Regions from separate parts of the Capra hircus genome. Here region 1 is linked to region 2. A link is a contact called in public Hi-C data. All regions are on one chromosome and are shown on one strand. The core of a region is the stretch at or near the end of the contact, and the rest is flanking DNA. Distances in the headings are between cores, read along the strand shown. Region 1 overlaps LHFPL3 (lipoma HMGIC fusion partner-like 3 protein). Region 2 overlaps LHFPL3 (lipoma HMGIC fusion partner-like 3 protein).

Region 1 (4,714 bases), core at 2,069-4,568, 43 kb after region 2:
AGAAGATATTAAGAGGTGGCAAGAATACACAGAAGAACTAAACAAATGACACCGTAATAACCCAGATAACCATGATGGTGTGATTACTCACCTAGAGCCAGACATCCTGGAATGTGAAGTCAAGTGGGCCTTAGGAATCATCACTATGAACAAAGTTAGTGGAGGTGATGGAATTCTAGTTGAGCTATTTCAAATCCTAAAAGATGATGCTCTTAACATGCCAGCAAATTTGGAAAACTCAGCAATGGCCGCAGGACTGGAAAAGGTTAGTTTTCATTCCAATCCCAAAGAAAGGCAATGCCAAAGAATGTTCAAACTACCACACAATTGCACTCATTTCACATGCTAGCAAAGTAATGCTCAAAATTCTCCAAGCTAGGCTTCAATAGTACATGAACTGAGAACTTCCAGATATTCAAGTTGGATTTTTTTTTAAATTTTTACTTTATTTTACTTTACAATACTGTATTGGTTTTGCCATACATTGACATGAATCTGCCACGGGTGTATACAAGCTCCCAATCCTGAATCCCCCTCCCACCTCCCACCCCATATCATCACTCTGGATCATCCCCATGCACCAGACCCAAGCATCCTGTATCCTGTATCGAACATAGACTGGCACTTCGTTTCTTACATGATAGTATACATGTTTCAATGCCATTCTCCCAAATCATCCCACCCTCTCCCTCTCCCTCAGAGTCCAAAAGTCCGTTCTATACATCTGTGTCTCTTTTGCTGTCTCGCATACAGGGTCATCATTACCATCTTTCTAAATTCCGTAATATGTGTCAGTATACTGTATTGGTGTTTTTCTTTCTGGCTTACTTCATTCTGTATAATTGGCTCCAGTTTCATCCATCTCATTAGAACTGATTCAAATGTATTCTTTTTAATGGTTGAGTAATACTCCATTGTGTATATGTACCACAGCTTTCTTATCCATTCATCTGCTGATGGACATCTAGGTTGTTTCCATGTCCTGGCTATTATAAACAGTGCTGCAATGAACATTGAGGTACATGTGTCTCTTTCAATTCTGGTTTCCTCAGTGTGTATGCCCAGCAGTGGGATTGCTGGGTCATAAGGCATCAAGCTGGATTTAGAAAAGGCAAAGGATCCAGAGATCAAATTGCCAGCATCTGTTGGATCATAGAAAAGGCAGAAAAAATTCCAGAAATACATCTACTTCTGCTTCATTGACTACACTAAAGCCTTTGACTGCGTAGATCACAACAAACTGTGGAAAATTCTTAAAGAGATGGGAATATTAGGCCACTGTACCTGCCTCCTGAGAAACCTGTATGCAGGTCAAGAAGCAACAGTTAGAACTGGACATGGAACAACAGACTGGTTCCAAATTGGGAAAGGAGGACGTCAAGGCTGTATATTGTCACATGCTTATTTAACTTATATGCAGAGTACATCATGAGAAACACTGGGCTGGATGAAGCACAAACTGGAATCAAGATTGCTGATAGAAATATCAATCACCTCATATATGCAGATGACACCAGCCTTATGGCAGAAAGCAAAGAGGAACTAAAGAGCCTCTTGATGATGGTGAAAGAGGAGAATGAAAAAGCTGGCTTAAAACTGAACATTCAAAAACTAAGATCTTGTCATCTGGTCCATCACTTCATGGCAAATAGATGGGGAAACAATGGAAACAGTGACAGACTTTATTTTTTTGGGCTCCCAAAATCACTGCAGATGGTGATTGCAGCTGTGAAATTAAAAGATGTTTGCTCCTTGAAAGAAAAGCTATGACCAAACTAAACAGTGTATTAAAAAACAGAGACATTACTTTGCTGACAAAGGTTCATATAGTCAAAGCTATGGTTTTTCCAGTAGTCATGTATGGATGTGAGAACTGGATCACAAAGAAGGCTGAGTGTCAAAGAATTGATGCTTTTGAACTATGGTGTTGGAGAAGACTCTTGAGAGTCCCTTGGGCTGCAGAGAGATCCAAACAGTCAATCCTAAAGGAAATCAATCCTGAATATTCATTGAAAGGACTGATTATGAAGCTGAAGCTCCAATACTTTGGCCACCTGATGCAAAGAGCTGACTCATTAGAAAAGACCCTGATGCTGGGAAAGATTGAGGTCAGGAAGAAAAGGGGACAACAGAGGATGAGATGGTTGGATGGCATCATTGACTCAATGGACACAAGTTTGAGCAAGCTCCAGGAGTTGGTGAAGGACAGGGAACCTGATGTGCTGCACTCCGTGGGGTCCCAAACAGTCGGACACGACTGAGTGACTGAACAACAATTACAGGGGGAGGCATAGAGGAGGCAGTTAGACACAAGGGTCTGGACAGCAAGGGGAGAGGGTGGGACTAGAGATATGTATTTAGGAAACACCAGTTGTGTGGATGGTATTTAAAATCATGAGCTAGGAAGAGTTCACTTAGGGGCTGTAAGAGAGAAGGGGGGAACACCCAATAATTGGAGGCTGGGTCATAGCCACCTAGAGGGAGAAGAAATGGTCTGGGAGCAACAAAGAGCAAGGGGCTATTACTCCTTAGCAGCTTTATATTAGGCTGGGCAATTGGGCAGTTTCGTATTAAAAAAATAAACTGAGTAGCAAATAAAATAGAAGCCTCAGTTGTGATGTCTCTGGGATAGAGTATAACGGATTGCAGCTGGGACCTTCTGTACTTGGATGAGCTTGAAGCACACATGCTGTTGCAGGGGGGATATTTGGGAGGGTGGTTCTCTCTGTCCACCCCTCTCCCAACTCCTCTCCTAACCTTCCATCTCCCACTCTTCCTCCTTTGCCTTCTTCTTCTCTTCCTTCTCTTTTCCCTCCACTCCACTAGTCAGTGAGCCTGGGGTTCCAGGACATAAGAAAGCTTCCCCTGAGGTATGGGTCACTGGCAAGGTCCATCCCAGACGTTTAAACGTCCATCCCAGACGTTTCACTAATTGGGAATTCATTAAGATTTGTAAAACGCCAGAATGCGAATTCTCCTGAAAGGGGAGTTTATTTGTTCTTCACAGTTCAGTGTGAATTACTTTAATCAGATAATCAGTTAACAGCTGGTTGAGATCAATGTGTACTATATTCTCTGTTTAAAAAAATCTCACTAGGAATAGAGCAGAGTCTCAAGTTTTATCATGCATAAGATTGACTTTGGAAGCTCATTAAAATGCAGAGTCCTAGATTCCATCCCCAGAAATCCCCACTTCCTGGATCCAGATGATTCTGATGCAAGCGGCTTTTGAACCACATGGGGAAACACTGGGTAGAGAGGATTGAACAGAACTTTGGGAATCACTGTATTTCTGTGGAGAATGTCCTTGGCAGATTGTCAGAAGGAAGACTTTTGAAGCAGGTCTCGGGATCTCTGAAGGAGAGAGGAAGGGGGAAGAGATTCTAGAATGGAAGGGAATGAAAAAAAGCTAATGCCTTCTCTGTGACCTTATTGGCATCGGAACCCCCTAGCGGCTTCCAGGGTGTACTATGGAACTGAGAATTTACGACGCAAAAAGCACGGGATTAAGTATTAAGCACTTTCCAGACACTGACTCATTTAATTCTTATCACTTGCCTCTGCCTGAGGTACTTTATAATCCTTGTTTGTGGATTAAAGAGGCCGCAAGGGTGCTAAGCGCCAGAGCACGTTTGAAATCTTTGACCGGCTGACTGTAAATCCATGCGCATACCCACCCGGTTGCTTTGCCGAAAGGTACATACTGGGCACGGAATCTCAAAGGGGAGGCTGTGATGATCACCCCGCTGCTCAGGAGTGTCAGACGCCGTCCTTCGGAATGGCCTTGCTTTGGTGCCTCCTGGTGGCCGCTAACCTGTAGTGCTGAGAAGTGATGGAAAGAACCATCACTGAATTGAGCCCCGGCTTCCAAGGTCGCGAGTAGGATTCTTGAAATACAGCGCCTTTCACCTGGTCAAACATGCAAGCCCTTGACTTCCTGTATCTGTGCATTTCCAGGGAACTCGCGTTACAGCTACGTCCCTCATCTTCTGCCTCAGTGACACATGACATGCTAATTTCCAAATTACAAGCCACAGCCTTTTAACCTGATCATACGGCGGCACACACCTTCCCTCCAACCATTTGGGCTCAGCTGCTGTTGCTGCTGCTAATTCGCTTCAGTCGTGTCTGACTCTGTGCGACCCCATAGATGGCAGCCCACCAGGCTCCTCTGTCCATGGGATTTTCCAGGCAAGAGTACCGGGCTCAGAGGACCAGCTTAATTTTCATTAATCGGTGAGGAAAAGCACTCTTGCTTCTCTACTCTACTAGGCCTGCTTCTATTTTTAACAGCCTGTCTTCCAAAACACTAGTGAGCTAAAAATAGACTTACTTACAATACAGTTCATCCTGTACTCAGATGCCAGGAGGAACTAGTTTATGCTTCATCCAAGATGAAACACTTTAAAGAAGCACATTATTTCATGTAACTATTTATTAATATCATTCTTAAAGAGTCCTCTGCCAAGAACCCTTTGCAGTAGACCTTGGAAATGAGAGAACTTGAGGCAGAAAGTTGTGAAAAGAGATTTCTGAAGAACTATTTGGTAATAGTTTTGGCCAAGGTTCCAAAATGCTTTGGGAGCTTTCTTCCTTAACTTCAAACACTGTCGGTCTCTTAAATTTAAACTTAACTCTAGATCTCTGCTTCTACGTGATCTAGACAAACTGGATCATCCTGTAAAATTAGGGTTGCTAGATTTAGCAAATAAAA
Region 2 (4,785 bases), core at 835-3,334:
TGTTGTAGGATGCACTTCTAAATATAAATGATAAAGAAAGAGATAGTCTTTCACACACCACTGTACCATCATCATGTGTGTATGTGCTGAGTCGCTTCAGTCATGTCCAACTCTTTGAGACCCCGTGGACTGTATCCCACAGGCTCCTCTGTCCATGGGATTCTCCAGGCAAGAACACTGGAGTGAACTGCCATGCCTATCTCCAGGGGCTCTTTCGGACCCAGGGACTGAACCCACGTTTCCTGTGTGGCTCCTGTGTTGCAGGCAGATTCTTTATCACTGTGTCCTTGGTTCTAACAATAATTCCCTATATCATCTAAATATAATCCATCCATATTCATGATTCTTAGACTATCACCAAAATGTCTTACAATGATTTTCTTCACCAACCAAGCAAGATTCTTGCATTGAAAATGGTTATGTATCGTCAGTATCTTGCCTCTTTTTAGCTTAAACATTTCTCTCTCGCCCTTTCTTTTCAGGATACTGACTTTTTGAAGACACTAAGCCACTCATTCTGGAAGACATTCCAGCCACTAGTACTGGAATGCCCCTTGTTCTGGTGTTGTCTGACATCTCCCTTGAGGTCACTACAATAAACAGCTATTAAAACCATGTATTTACTGTAAAACAGTTGTTGAGGACAGACCTGGCATGATTCCAGCTCCTTATGTATGTTCTATATGAGAAATTCTCACCAGAGTTTAGTGCCAGGAAAGAGTTGTGCCTCCCTCCATGAATGGCATTTTATTTTTTTCTGATGAGAGCTAGGAAATTCTCACCAGAGTTTAGTACCAGGAAAGAGTTGTGCCTCCCTCCATGAATGGCATTTTGTTTTTTTTTCTGATGAGAGCTAGGAAACGTTCTGTCTCTCTTTTTGTTCAAAAAGTGCAGAGTGAAGTTTACAGCTGTGGTGCTTTTTAGGGCTATCACATCTGCTTCACCTTTTCCCCTTGATCCTGAGTTCTACTTTGTTCACTCTTTAAGGTATTGTGAGTCTTTCATTGTAAATTCAAATTCTTTTTTTTTTTTTTGCTTTGAAGATTTGGGATATAAGTAAATCCAGCTGATTTCCCCAAGGCTTTTCCTAACATCCAAGCTCAGAGATGAAGGGCTTGCCCAAAGGTGCTTTATAGCCAATTCCTTTCAGGGAACCAGAGGGTTGCAGAGAACTTCTGAAGACCAAGCCTCTTCCCCACACAAAGTGTTCTTCAGGGTAGCTATGATTTAACACTAACCTTGTCTTCTTGTCTTGTTAACAGTAAACAGGACATCTGCTCCACTTATTGATTTTTTAAGGGGATCCTGCCTCTCCCGTAGTAACTTGTGGTCCACATGTATCTGCCATCATTCAGCTGTTCACCAAGCTCTGTGCCAAGAATGAAGAGAAATCTAAGAAAGCAGTTATGGCCTCTGGACAATTGAGGTTAGGGTTTATGGTTCTTTTATATTTCCTTGAGATCACAATAGCTTTTGATATGCTAGGACTTATGCAAACCCATCCAGTGGGGCTATTAATCTCAGTGTGAACCTGATAGCCAGAAATACAAGTACCATGAGGTCTGATTTTAGTGGCTGCTTATTAAGTACTTATGATGTGTCAGGAACATAAGTGTATTGTCTTCTCTAATCCTCACAACAATTCTGTAAGATAAACACTGGTGTCCACATTTTCTAAAGCAGAAATCAGAGGTTCAGAGATGCTGAGTAACTTGCCTGAGTAAGTTATGAAGCTAGGATTTAAATCTACATCTGTCTCCTAAACACATTTTTTTTAACATTATAGTACATTGTCTGTGTTTTGTTCCTTGCCTAGAAAAAAATTAAAGAGGAGAAAAACACTGTTGCTAAACTCAGAGTGAGGGGAAAGGAAACTATTTATTATACTTTTGACCTCCTCCAATACACATGGGGCAGGACTGCTCCAGGACGGGAGTTCGGTTAATTCTGTTTGTTTATCTTCCTGATCCCTAGGGTGGAAGTGACTTCTGACCACCCCAGCACCTGACAGTATGGGAGGCATCAGCAATAGCATCTGGTCACACAACCTTGTTCCAGAAGGCCCACCCACAGCCTGCTCCCCTTCACACTGGCAGAACGAAAGCATCAGCGTTCCCAGACCATGAGGCTCGCCAAGAATTCAAATGCTTATTCAATAGAACAAATATGGTTGAAGAGAGTTTATGATTTGATTACATGTTGGCAGCCCACTCCAGTATTCTTGCCTGGAGAATCCCATGGACAGAGGAGCCTGGCGGCCTTTGGTTAGTAGGGTCGCCAAGAGTTGGACACGACTGAGTTGCTGAGCACACAGAGGCAGAGCAGCTGCGCCAGCAACCTTGATGATCTGTGCTAATGGAGGGGATGTTGGGACTGAATGTGACACCCACACCATCTGTACTTGGAGGGGCTTTTCTGGGATCTGGAAGTGTGAGGTCAAGAAGTGGTAACTTAGGGCTGTTCCAGGGCTTCAGGAAGTCCCTGAAGTTCAAAGCAGACTTTGTGTGTATATGCACATATTTCTGGATGAGGGTCTTTAACTGATGTCAGATTTTCAGAGGGGACTCTCACTCCCAAAGGTTAAGAATCATCACTTTGAGACTAATTCAGATAATGCTTTATTATTTAATATTAACTGGAGCTAATTTAAAATTAGTTTACTTTCTGTTCGGTTATCTAGGTGGTGGGGAAATGCCAACAGTGAAAACTGTGTCACTGATTAACTAGAGGAAGTTGAATCCAGCAGTTAAGAGCCAGGGTCTGGAACTTTGCTGTTCTCTAGCAACATGCTCTTGGGCAAGTTACTGAATTTCTCTGAGCTTCAGTTTAGTCCTCTGTAGAATGGGTTGAGGTACAGTTCTACCTCATGATATTTCCAAGTGGCCCTAGTGGTAAAGAACCCACTTGCCAATGCAGGTTAGATGTAAGAGACGCAGGTTCGATCCCTGGGTCGGGAAGATCCCCTGGAGGAGGGCATGACAACCCAGTCCAGTATTCTTGCCTGCAGAATCCCATGGACAGAGAAGCCTGGCAGGCTGCAGTCCTCAGGGTTGCACAGAGTCTAACACAACTGAAGCAACTTAGTACACGCACACCTCATGATGTTATGAGGGTTAAGCAAGATAATAAACACAAAGTCTTTAGCATTACCTTAGGTTAGCCATTATTTGTTTTATTATTTTGTTTCTTATTTAATAGAATGAAATCATTACTGGTGGCAGAGTCTTTGTGGCAAGAAGCCGTCAAGGTTGTCCTTCCAATTTCCCCACATGTTCAGCACAGGCTGGGCCCTCGCATTTCACCCCTCCTCTCTCCTCCCTAGATCATTTAAAGCTGGCTTAGTCTTGAGGCCAACTCAAGAACCACCTTCTCAGTATCTCCCAGCACATTCCATATTCCAGCATGGTTTATTATTTCTTCTTTAAAATTTTTTACATTGAAGTATAGTTGGAGGTACAATATTATATGTTATAAGTATGTAATATATATAAAATTCACATTTTTAAAGGTTATACTATATTTACAGTTATTACAAAATATTGGCTATATTCCCTCTGCTGTACGATAAATCACTGTAGCTTATTTTATATACAATTGTTTTTACCTATTAATCCCCTTCCCCTGTATTGCCCCTCCTGATTCCCTCTCCCATTGGTAAACGCTAGTTTGTTCTCTGTATCTGTGAGTCTGCTTGTGTTTCATATATTCACTAGTTTGGTGTATTTTTTTAGATTGTAAATGTAAGTGATATCATAGACTCTTTGTCGTTCTCTGACTTATTTCACTTAGTCAATGCCCTCTAAGTCCGTCTATGTTGCAGCAAATGGCAAAATTTCAATCTTTTCTTTGGCTGAGCAGCATTCCATTGTACGTATGCATGTGTGTGTGAGTGTGTGTGTGTGTGTGTGTACATATTTTCTTTATTCATTCATCTGTTGATAGACAGTTTGCTTGCTTCCATACTTGGCAACTGTAAATGCTGCTGTGAATATTGGGGCACATTTATCTTTTCAAATTAGTGTTTTGTTTTTTTGGATATATACCCAGGAGTGAAATTGCTGGATCATATAGTAGTTCTAGTTTTTTGAGAACCCACCATACTGTTTTTCACAGTCCATTTTAACCATCTTTAAGTGCACAATTCACTGACATTAGGTACATTCACACTACTGTGCAACCAAGATCACTATTTCATATCCAGAGCTTTTTTCTTATCATCCTGAACTGGAACTCTGTATCCATTAAATAATAATTCCCCTTTGCCTCTTTCCACCAGCTGCTGCTATCATTCTACTTTCTGTTTCTGCAGATTTTACTATTATAGATAACATATATTGTGCAATCAGACAGCATTTATCTTTTTGTCTCTGACAATGTTTCCAACGTCATTCACACATGCATCCAAATTTCATTTGTTTTTAAGGCTGAACAGTGTTCCATTGAGGAACAGGCAATGGCAACCCACTCCAGTACTCTTGCCTGGAAAATCCCATGGACAGAGGAGCCTGGTGGGCTGCCATCTATGGGGTCGCACAGAGTTGGACACGACTGAAGTGTCTTAGCAGCAGCAGCAGCAATGTTTCATTGATGCATTAATATATATCTCATTTTGTCTATCCATGCATTTGCTGATGAATATTTGGGTTATTTCCACCTTTTGGCTACTGTGAATAATACTGTGATGAGCACTGGGGTACAAAATCTGTTTTAGTCTCTATTTTCAATTCGTTCAGGTATTTACCTAGAATTATCGGATCATACAGTAATTCTAGTGACCAGAGATCT

Evidence for each region. A called contact is a pair of places that touch in the nucleus more often than the background predicts.
Region 1: a Hi-C map of blood shows a contact between it and region 2, with 4 times the contacts expected there. The contact joins two enhancer-like sites. A contact is called at or near these places in 2 of 5 Hi-C or Micro-C datasets (both in blood).

The regions. Positions count from the first base shown.
Region 1 is chr4:74,200,968-74,205,681 of ARS1.2, forward strand. The region is part of intron 2 of LHFPL3 (lipoma HMGIC fusion partner-like 3 protein); the gene reads right to left. Among named protein-coding and RNA genes, the nearest start is that of KMT2E, 100 kb to the left of the region's middle. Within about 2 kb of position 3,319, at least 1 of the 5 cell types and tissues checked has an H3K27ac peak or open chromatin away from gene starts, as enhancers often do.
Region 2 is chr4:74,158,942-74,163,726 of ARS1.2, forward strand. The region is part of intron 2 of LHFPL3 (lipoma HMGIC fusion partner-like 3 protein); the gene reads right to left. Among named protein-coding and RNA genes, the nearest start is that of KMT2E, 62 kb to the left of the region's middle. Within about 2 kb of position 2,085, at least 2 of the 5 cell types and tissues checked have an H3K27ac peak or open chromatin away from gene starts, as enhancers often do.